3 separate regions of the Mus musculus genome follow, and all the other regions are linked to region 1. The links are chromatin contacts, called in public Hi-C and Micro-C maps. All regions are on one chromosome and are shown on one strand. The core of a region is the stretch at or near the end of the contact, and the rest is flanking DNA. Distances in the headings are between cores, read along the strand shown.

Region 1 (3,210 bases), core at 386-2,885:
AGGGAAGAAGTATATATTGGGAAATTATAAAGCACAGAAGTAGACAGACATAGAGGCTGCTGTAATTCCATAGTCCCTGAATGAACACGATTTGAATTTTTAGTTCATTTTGCTCATCATTTAGTCACAGATTCTTACATACATGCTCACATTCTTAGAAATATACGTGCACATACATACCAGCTCCTTTATAACCTTAAAACCAGCAAAGAGAACATGTGTTTTGTGCCCATTTTATTTCTTACTTACATTGTAATCTTTCATATCTTTGGACCTTTGAGCTGATTGTGCAGTTTATATTATGTATTCGGGTTTTTAAAGAAAGAAATATTTAAGGAGAGAGCATGGTGTGCTTTAAGGGAGTGGTTTTTGAAACAGCAGACCTTGCAAGTTCAGATTGGGCCAGTGGTAGTCCTGGGAAGAGCAGCAGTTGAAACCTAAAAGTGGACTACATCATCTTCTGTGTAGTGCAGTTAAGGATACCCTTGTTTCTAAGACAGTTGATTTACATGAAACCCAGTCACATTGTGCAGTAAGTAGTCTGCCCTACTACTCTACCAATTGGAATAGCAATCCTATCAAAAAGTACCTTTACCAGAATCTCTAGAATAAAAGTTTGTACCATCCTAGTTTCTTTTCTGATGTTGTGATAAACATCTTAACTGAAAGCAGGTTAGTGGAGAACTGGGTTTACATCGCCTTACACTCCCAGGTCACAGTCCATCTCTGTGTGGAAGGCAAGGCAGGAACTTGAAACAGCTGGTCACATCCAAAGTTAGCAGGGGAAATAAATTCACCCTTGCTTGCTTGCTTGCTTGCTTGCTTGCTTGCTCTTAGCTAGCTTTCTTCTCTTTTACATTTTTCATGATCCCAACTATAGGAAACGATGCCACCCAAAGTAGGTGACAGTCCCTGGGATATGCCCACTGATCAAGATTAAGACTCTTTAAAAGTGCTTCCAGGTTGTGACAGGTTGACAGTTAAAGCCTGGCGCATGCAGCCTTGTCAGGTTGACATAAAATTTGCCATAACACTTGTTTAGTTCTGTCTGATTTGGAAAGGAAAACTATTTTCAGATTTTAACAATGAAATTCCATAGAATTTGATACTCTTGAACATAAAATTTCTTTATTTAACAAATATTCCAGTGTTTTGAAATTTCATATACAAAATTAATTCCCTTCCATGAAGCTTGTTATATGAAGAAAGAGATAATCAGCTACTAAGAATCCATACAGTTGTCATAAGAGTTGGTATAGAAAAATAAAACACTTGCCCCTAGAGGTATTGTGGGCGTGGCTGCTGTGTCACATGTGTGTCAGGAGGTGGCAGAGAGGGGAGAGGCTGTGAGTGTTCTGACTTACAAACCTAACATTTCCTGGGAAAGGTGAATCTAAGACGACCATCAGTTTGGCATCAGGCTCCCAGGATATGGAACAAGCCAGAGACTAGAAGAATTCCACCTGAGACCACAGCCCTGGGCAGAAGCAAGCCTGGTCCAAGGTCCAAGGATTTAAATTGGCGGACCCCAACATCTATCCCATTAATAAACTGCTGGAGTGTGTGAAGAGGCCGGTCTTATAGATCCCAAACTACAGGATGTCCATGAGACAGGGCAACAACAGGATATCTGGGAGGAGTCTCAGTGAGGTTCCAATACTGATAGAGTAGCAGAAGCCAGAGGCCTCGTGGCAGACCGACTCATTGCAAGGAACATTTGCAAGAAGTGTGGACAAAAGGAAATACTGTGGGACATACTGTGACACACAGCTTCCACAAGAGTTTTATCTGGGGGTCGTATTGCAAGCATGGAAGGTGGGCACGAGGGAAGGGGGAGATGAATGGGATTGGGGTCCATGATGTGAAATTCATAAAGAGCCAATAAAAAGCTAAAAATTTTTTAAAGGGGAAAAGATAAGGCAGGATGGGAAGACAGTAAAAGAAGGAAGCAGGGTGCTAGCCTCTAAGGTGGTCAGGACCAGCCTCTCTGAAGTTTCGGGTAAGTAGGAACTGTGTGTATGAGGTAGAAGACTTCATCTGCAGCAGAAGGCGTGGGTAGCTGAGGAGCAGCTGCACAAGCTGAGGTTGCAACATGCCCAGTTGGCTTGAGAAGCTCAGAGTGGCCAGCGGTCCCATGGGTGTGGGTGGAAGGAGTGGGAGGCTGCAGGGAATGAGCTGACAGGAGGCTGTGGTTGGAAAATGGGATGCCAGTGCAGTTACTAATAATGATGGTCTGGGAAGGGGTGGGTGAAGTGAGGGGCGGAACATCACCACACTGATTTGTCCCATAGTGTGTCCCAAACCGTACATTTTAGCGTTGTGTATATTTGTCTCCACATCTACATCAGACTTGATTTTCACGTGAAAACCCTCAGAGTCACTGATCCTGACAACAAGCTGATGAGAGGTCGCATCTCTCCGATGTCTCTGGGCTCCTTGTCCCCTTTAAGGTCTGCAGCTAGTTGCAACAGAAATGCTGCCACTAGTCTGCTCGTGCCCAGGACATTCACAGCAGATGCAGAATAGCTTACTGATTTCCATGTCCAAGGTCTCTCCTTGTATTGTTGGGAGAGCTGTGGGCATTTGACTCAGTGCCTCTGATAGAAATGACACAGCCCCTTCTGTAAGATTATCTACTGGATATTGTGTTGTGGGATACATCTGTGGTTGCTGGAGGGCTAGAGAACTCACTGATCTTAAATTTACTCCTAGGAAAGTTGTGTTTATATAGATAAATTTTTTTGTACTAGTCTGTAAATTTCCAAACAGAGCTGAGAATTACATGTCCTAACATTTGCTGTCATCAGAAGATATTTCATGATCTCTACTAGTCAAGGCCAAATTTTTGAACACTTTATTTTCCAGTTGTATTTGCTGAGTAACGAGTTTGGTTCTTCTTGGAATTTGTAAAGTGACCTCATGGAATGGAAAAAGAAGTTATTGCCAACAATTGGAACATATACTTGTCTCTGTAACTATATTCAGCCAAATCATGTTCAGATGTGTGTACATGATGTGCTAATCATGTGTCTATTTTGCTGTGCAGTGGTCTGGGTAATATTAGCCACTCTGTGCTTGAGCAAGGCAGGTATTTTATTTTGCTTTCAAAGCCCAAATTATTGGATTAAAAAAAATGTTGATTTGATTGCTAGTTATTTCTTCAGGGTGTTTAGATTTTGTATTTTGTTAATTTTTCATGTTATTAGTCTT
Region 2 (3,210 bases), core at 315-2,814, 100 kb after region 1:
CAGAGGATGGCTCCAGAGAATGCAGGGGACACTCTGCTTTGAGAAGTGGGAGTTTTTATTTTATTTGTTCCATAAAGGACATAATAGTTTGTGACTAAGGTGGCAGTGGAGGAGATAAGGGACTAGCATCGGATCCCAGAGCAGAGGTAGATTGCCAGGACAGGAAGTCACGGCCTGAGCATAAATCTGTGGGAGAGAGTCGAGCTCCCTGCCACATGGGGCTTGAACCAATTGAATTTTATTCTGCAGGGCTAGTCGGAGCCCCATTAATCTGTGGGTTACAAAATAGACTCCAACTGCCCAGCTTGCAAAGCCATCTGACTAGCTCCTTGTCTCTCTTTGTCTTAAAATCCCAGACCAGCTGCAGAGGCTGGTGGGGATGCAGGTGGTCCAGGCTCAGTGGCTGCCTCTCTAGTCCTGTCCCCTCACATCTCCCAAGGCATTGTGCTCCAAGCCCAGTGGTAGCTGCACTTTGATTATCTCTTCTATTCAAGGACCATATTGCAACTGCTGGTTTGGTCTAACAGGACCCCTGTATATTCAAATCAGTGATGGGCATAGAACATCCAGAAACTGCCTAGAAATTGCCCATGCCACTGTGTCTTTCAGCTTTTCAGGAGCTTGGTCCTTCAAGGTTCCACACTTCCCAAGGTGGAAAGGTAAGAGGTTGGTGGCAGTCCTCAAGGGATGCAAACAGTTGTGGATGCTTCAGGTTAGACACAGAGTTTTTAGTGGTGTGTTGCTGTGAAGAGACACCATGTCCAAAGCAACTCTTATCTAGGAAACACTGAATTGGGACTTGCTTACAGTTTCAGAGGGTTTGTCCATTTTCATTGTGGCAAGAAGCATGGTGGCCTGCAGGCAGACATGGTGCTAGAAAAGTACCCGAGACTTCTAAAGCCAGATCCCAAGGCCGCAAGAAGAGACACTGGTCCTGGCTTGAAACCTCAAAGTCTACGTTCAGTAGCACACTTCCTCCAATAAGGCACATGTTTGTACACGTGGCTGGCTCAGAGATTGCCCAGGAATATTTAGGATGAAGGGATTAGAGGTTGAGTTTCAAATGCTGTGGCTAAAGGGTTCAGTAAAAGAGGATGGTCAGCAGAGGGTTGGAGGGAATTTCCCACAATCCACTTTGGCTTTTGGCAAAGATTGCTTTGAGAATGGAAGAGATTCTCTTGGGGATTCAGGGGTTCAGCTTTCCTATGGTTCCTGCACCAAGCATCTCACAGGTGAGTGTCTTGAATGATGGGACATTTCCAGGAGCCTGGTCTCTAAGCTGTTCCATTCTGTCCTTCTGTCTTATTCTCCTCATTGGTGAAGGAGGATACTACATTCACAGAGAAGACCAGCATGGTGGGGGAAAAGTAGCCTGGCAGGCATCCTTGAAGACTGGACTTGCTTGGTTTCTGGTTCTCCCGGTCAGCAGCTCCTTCCATCAGTGACCCTTTTCATTCTTCATAAAGCCAAAGCACTTGAACTTCTGTTTGTGAGAAGTGCTTCCTATACCCCCAGCACAGTAAGAACCCAGCCAGCGGCCTTGTGGTTACTGTTGCTCTGGCTCCATCAGCATCTGCATCCTGGGAAGCAACAGCCTGACAAGAGATGCTCTGTTTCCGTGGCCCATGCTGCCATCTGGAGGTCATGGAGAAGGAAATATAAATAACCGAAGATGAAGAAAATTAAAGATATTGATCACACTCCTAGGTGTAGCATAATTATCTAGGCACAGACCTGAAACTTGCCATGATTCACCCCACCTAATGATTAGATTCAGAACCTCACTAGATAAAGCCACATCACCTCTGTCACTTGGTCTTTATGACCCAGCCAGATGGAGAGTTACCTCCTCCTCTCCTGAGATTAAGCACGACAAAATCCAGGATTGTTCAATGCCTTCCTAGGACCACACGGCCAATAAAAGACAGAGCTAGAGCTACGCTTCGAACCAAAGTTCACCGCTTAGCTGTAGTGAGAAGTTTGGGTTGTTTTAAATGACAGTTATGTTGTGGGGATATGTTTTTGTTTTAATCTCAGGTGTGGGATGTGGGGCTGCTTCAGTTTGTCCACAGCAGTTAATTAGGATTGTCTCATGCTGTGTGTGTGTGTGTGTGTGTTAGCTGCAGAGAGTTTAATTATGGGGATTCTGGAGTGGGTATAACGGGAGGGCACTAACAGGGCCTGAGGCAGCTTCTGCCCCCTTTGCCCCTTGATGGTCCGGCTGCTGCTGCCTCCCCCTCCCCTGATGGTCCCGCTGCCCCTTCCCCCTGCTGGTCCCGCTGCCACCCCCTGGTCCGGCTGTTGCTCCCTTTCTGGCTCCCCCCCACCCCCCGCCCCGCGCTGGTCCCGCTGCTGCTGTGCCCCACCCCCCGCAGGTCCCGCTGCTCCTCACCCCCCCCCCACGCTGGTCCCGTTGCTCCCCCCCCCCCGCACCCCCGCCCCCCCCGCCCCCCACCCCAGCTGCTGCTCATTCCTCCTGTTGCATTTGCTGGATTGCTGGCTTCCTGGATATTCTGCCGATGAAGATTGGATTTGTCTCTAGGAACCTGATGCCCCTAATCAGCAGGAGGTAGTCTAAAGAGCTCTATGTCCCCTTTCCTTTCTAACCTTCGTTCTCTCCGTCCTAGTGTTGGGGGTTGGAAGGGATTAGGGTGGAATAGGGGTTCCAGGCATAAGAAGCCAATAACATAGCTAAACCAAAAAGCCAACACTTGTCCCTCTATGTTATGGCTCCCCTGAAGAATCTCTGGATCCCTCTACAACAGTGATTCCCAACCAGTGGGTCACTACCCCTGTGAGTGACCCTTTCACAGGGTTGGTCACCTAAGACCAGGGAAAACATGATATTTACATCATGCTTCATAGTAGCAAAATTACAATTGTGAATTGGCATCAAAAATAATGTTATGACTGGTGGTCACCACGACCTAACTGTATTAAAGGGTCTCAGCTCTAGGAAGGCTGAGAACCTCTGCTCTACAGGATCTGGGCTAAGGGCATCTCCCAGGAAAGACAGGTGAGGCCAGAGAGGAAGACATGAGCAAAACTAAGATTTGTTGTCCAGGAAGCATCCACGCCTGCCCTGGCTTCATGTTGACCTCTTTGCAGAGACTGGAGATGGATCAGCGGTGAACAGACACTGAGGGCAAGACCATAGCCCTGCAGTCCTCCATGCAATCCAAATGTGGTCCAAAAGACTCACATTCATAG
Region 3 (3,210 bases), core at 366-2,865, 86 kb before region 1:
GAGTCTCGGGTATCCATCTTTCTTCACTACTCTCCTTTAATCCATTAGAACAAAAGAGGAATCTCTAGTAGAGGGAAGGCTATGTATAGACTCTTTAAATCCTCAGAGAACTCACAGCGGTGCATTCTTGAGAGGTTCTGGGGGATCCCCATGTTAAGTTCAAAACAATGACAAGCCTTAAAATTCCTAAGATTTTCCCAGAACTCTTGAGTTTAGAGACAAAAGTGAGGTCCGTTCAACCTCTGAGGGATAACTGCATTTTTGTGCTGCTTTTTTTCCTTCGTTGTATTTTCTGTTTTCTAATACAATTGTGGCACATCTCAAACACTTAAGTATTGAATAAAGGTAAAGGAGAGGTAACGCTGGCTCTGAGCGCGAAGGCACCTTGCATTTGTTTTTTAAAATTTAGAGTCTTGCAGAGGCAGTCTCCTGGCTCTGTTATGGGGACTGCTGGGACTACAGGCATGTACTACCACACAAGGCTACCCTGAACTTAAAAATTCATTTCTCTCTGTTTCATGTTAAATAAACAGATTAAATGAATAAACATAAATGAAAAGCTGTTGAAAGGCTCTGTCGGCTATGTGTGGACATTTCATATTTTTAAAGATGTCTATTATCTGTTAAAAGTCAGCAAGAAGGTATTGTGCAGGGGAAACGCAAAGAGGTTAAATTAACCAGTCTCTAGCATCCAGGTGCTTAGTCTGGTAGGTTTGGAGCCAGATCCAACACTGTAGAAAGGCACAAAGACCTTTCCAAAAGAGTGTCCTACAAAACCAAACCAAACCAAACCAAACTTAAAAAAAAAAAAAAAAACCCAAAAAACCAACAAACAGAAAAAAAAAAAAAAACCAAAAAAACCAACAAACAGAAAAAAAAAAAAAACCCAAAAAACCAAACAACAACAACAACAACGACAAAAACCCGACAGCAACATAAAAACTGATTGGGCCATCCAGAAGAGGAAACGTTGAGACTTGAGCAAACACTGCGAATTAGCAACAGTTGCGCACCACAGAACCTGGAGTTGCTTTTTGACTTGGGGCAAGAAAATAACGCTTGTCATTTAGTGTCTCTGCGTTTTCCATCCTGCAACTTTAGGGGTTGAATGAAGGTGCGTTTAGTTTTACACCATCAGGAACCTGGCTCTAGAACTGACTGCGTGATCATTTGCTCTTTACATGAGGCAAGAAAGTAAGAGTTGTAAATGATTGCCTCCGATTTATTTTCCATGAGGTAACCTCAGGCGTTGAAGGTGTCTTGAGTTTTGTGCCAGCAGAAACTCAGGCTCTAGAATTGGCTGGATACTAAATTGCCCTTTGATTCCTGACGTAAACGTTAGGCTTGCAAATGAGTGCTCTAGCTTTGCCATCCCCCTACGCAACCACTAGATTCCCCGGAGACCACCGCTTGAGTTCTCATTTTTGGTTTCTTGCTCCTCTACCCCTACCAGCTTTGGCAGGCATCTGCGCCTGGCCACACTGATCTGGGGCGCGGTTCCTTTAAAGGAGCTTAGACGACGCCCGGGGTCTCTCCCCACTGCGGAGCAGGGGCGGAGCGCCCGGTTCAAGGGCTTCCCACGCAGCCGGAGACGCCTTGCGTCACTGCGCCAGGAGCCAATCAGGGTGGAGCCCGGAGGGACGCATTACTAAGGCGACGGGGCTCGACGCCTCCCCGCTTCGGGATGAATTAGCGGCGGGTTCTTCTCCCAGGTTGTGACCCCCGTGGAGTCGCTGTCTCGCCCCAGTGTCCCCGCGACGTCGCGCGTTTCCCCCGGTGTGTCCCAGGTGCGCGGCCCGCGGTGTCAGGTGTGGGCTTCGGCGCGGGAACATGGCGGCAGCCAAGGGATTTTTTTTTCCCGAGTGGGCGGATGGAGAGCTGCGGCTCGGCGGCTTTTCCCCGGAGCAGGCCTCCTCGGGTGGGCCCTGGGGGACGGACACTGGCGGGAATTGGGTGGAGGGCTTAGGGCGATCGGCTCTTGGGAGGGAGGCCGAAGCCTCCAGAGCTGATCAGGATGCGGGGGCGAGGAGCGTCGGGTGCCCCTTCTGTGCTCACCTTCCTGTCCACACCACACCTCGGTGAAACCCGGGAGCTGCCGGGTCCCCCTACACCGCCTACGGTGTGTCAGGGTCCAGATTCCAGGAGCACAAGGCTTTCCAGGGGTCGCCACGTGAACGGCCCACAAGAGAGTTTTTCAGGGTTCAAGCAGTTTGTTTCTTGCAGGTGACAGAGGTGTGCCCTAGGTCTAGGTGGCAGTGCCACAGAAAGAACGATAGGCCACATTGAAGGCTGACTTCGAGTCCAATTTTCCTTTTTATTGGCATTCGCTCTAGCTAAGGGCTGGCCTCTCATGGTCCTTGCCTCTGCCCTTGTATTGGTGCGATAACAGGCGTGCTTCACCACGCCCACCTGGCAGGTTTGGTCTCTCAGGTTGTATCTTTTTTGTTGTTCTTTTTTTGTTTGTTTTTGTTTTTGTTTTTTTTTTCGAGACAGTGTTTCTCTGTATAGTCCTGGCTGTCACTTTGTATCACTATGTAGACCAGGCTGGCCTCAAACTCAGAAATCTGCCTCTGCCTCCGAAATGCTGTGATTAAAGGCGTGCTCCACCACGCCCGGCTTCTCAAGTTGTATCTTAACATCTAAGATTATGTTTGACCAGAAGCAATAAAGACAAGGCATAAGGTGTTTCTTTGTGGTTGTGGAGCTGTTTTGTTTCCTGGTTCTTGCCTGAAGGCTTAGTCGCCTCTGATTGGATGTAGACAGAGCTGAGTTTTACATTCAGTTAAGTCCAAGGAAAGTATTGAAAAAGAAATTGGTGAAGGCCTTACCAAGATAAAATGCTTCCCATTCATACCCATCACGTGTTTCGGGAAAGAAACCCCCTGTCACAAAAAGTTTAAAGAGTTGGATGGGCTACTTTTTAAAATACTATTTTGATGAAAGACTTTGCAAAATTCATGTATTAAAAAATTTGTATTTGTGTATGCGAGGCTGCATGAGTTTATATTCACCACACAGTGTGGTGACACTGGAGCTGGAGTTTCAGATGGTTTTTGAGTCACCTAATGTGGGTGTGGGGAACCCAACCCTGCTCCCTTAAAAGAGGAGTAAGTGCTTTAAACCATTGAGCTATCACGCCAGGCCTTAGACTTAGGTGTTTTTGATTTAGTAAAGGAATTGAAAAGACACAGAGCACTTAGCTTCAGTCCT

The links. Hi-C and Micro-C count contacts between places; a contact is called where the count stands out from the background.
Region 2: a contact with region 1 is called in a Hi-C map of the C2C12 cell line, with 4 times the contacts expected there. The contact joins two enhancer-like sites. A contact is called at or near these places in 12 of 39 promoter capture datasets (the 3T3-L1 cell line, the C10 cell line, the HPC-7 cell line and 8 more), 7 of 15 datasets of contacts at CTCF or cohesin (CD8 T cells, the NIH/3T3 cell line, embryonic stem cells and 3 more), 148 of 484 Hi-C or Micro-C datasets (the 3T3-L1 cell line, the 4T1 cell line, the 63-12 cell line and 80 more), 11 of 115 datasets of contacts at active chromatin or transcription factors (the 230-238 cell line, CD8 T cells, the NIH/3T3 cell line and 7 more) and 2 of 9 other capture datasets (adipose tissue and liver).
Region 3: a contact with region 1 is called in a Micro-C map of muscle stem cells, with 5 times the contacts expected there. The contact joins the promoter of Lclat1 here to the enhancer-like site in region 1. A contact is called at or near these places in 12 of 39 promoter capture datasets (the 3T3-L1 cell line, the C10 cell line, the HPC-7 cell line and 7 more), 5 of 15 datasets of contacts at CTCF or cohesin (CD8 T cells, the G1E-ER4 cell line, the NIH/3T3 cell line and 2 more), 77 of 484 Hi-C or Micro-C datasets (the AML12 cell line, B cells, the C10 cell line and 30 more), 11 of 115 datasets of contacts at active chromatin or transcription factors (the 230-238 cell line, the HPC-7 cell line, the SCID.adh cell line and 6 more) and 1 of 9 other capture datasets (liver).

The regions. Positions count from the first base shown.
Region 1 is chr17:73,192,641-73,195,850 of GRCm38.p6, forward strand. All of the region lies in intron 4 of Lclat1 (lysocardiolipin acyltransferase 1), which reads left to right. It also overlaps the pseudogene Gm25406. Among named protein-coding and RNA genes, the nearest start is that of E330032C10Rik, 57 kb to the right of the region's middle. Within about 2 kb of position 1,636, at least 62 of the 459 cell types and tissues checked have an H3K27ac peak or open chromatin away from gene starts, as enhancers often do. A contact at or near this core is called in the C2C12 cell line, the C3H10T1/2 cell line, the HL-1 cell line and 7 more, where this site is marked.
Region 2 is chr17:73,295,482-73,298,691 of GRCm38.p6, forward strand. No RefSeq gene overlaps it. Among named protein-coding and RNA genes, the nearest start is that of E330032C10Rik, 46 kb to the left of the region's middle. Within about 2 kb of position 1,565, at least 9 of the 459 cell types and tissues checked have an H3K27ac peak or open chromatin away from gene starts, as enhancers often do.
Region 3 is chr17:73,106,370-73,109,579 of GRCm38.p6, forward strand. It overlaps Lclat1 (lysocardiolipin acyltransferase 1), which reads left to right and starts at 1,616. Exons shown (of 6, transcript NM_001177967.1): 1 at 1,616-1,787.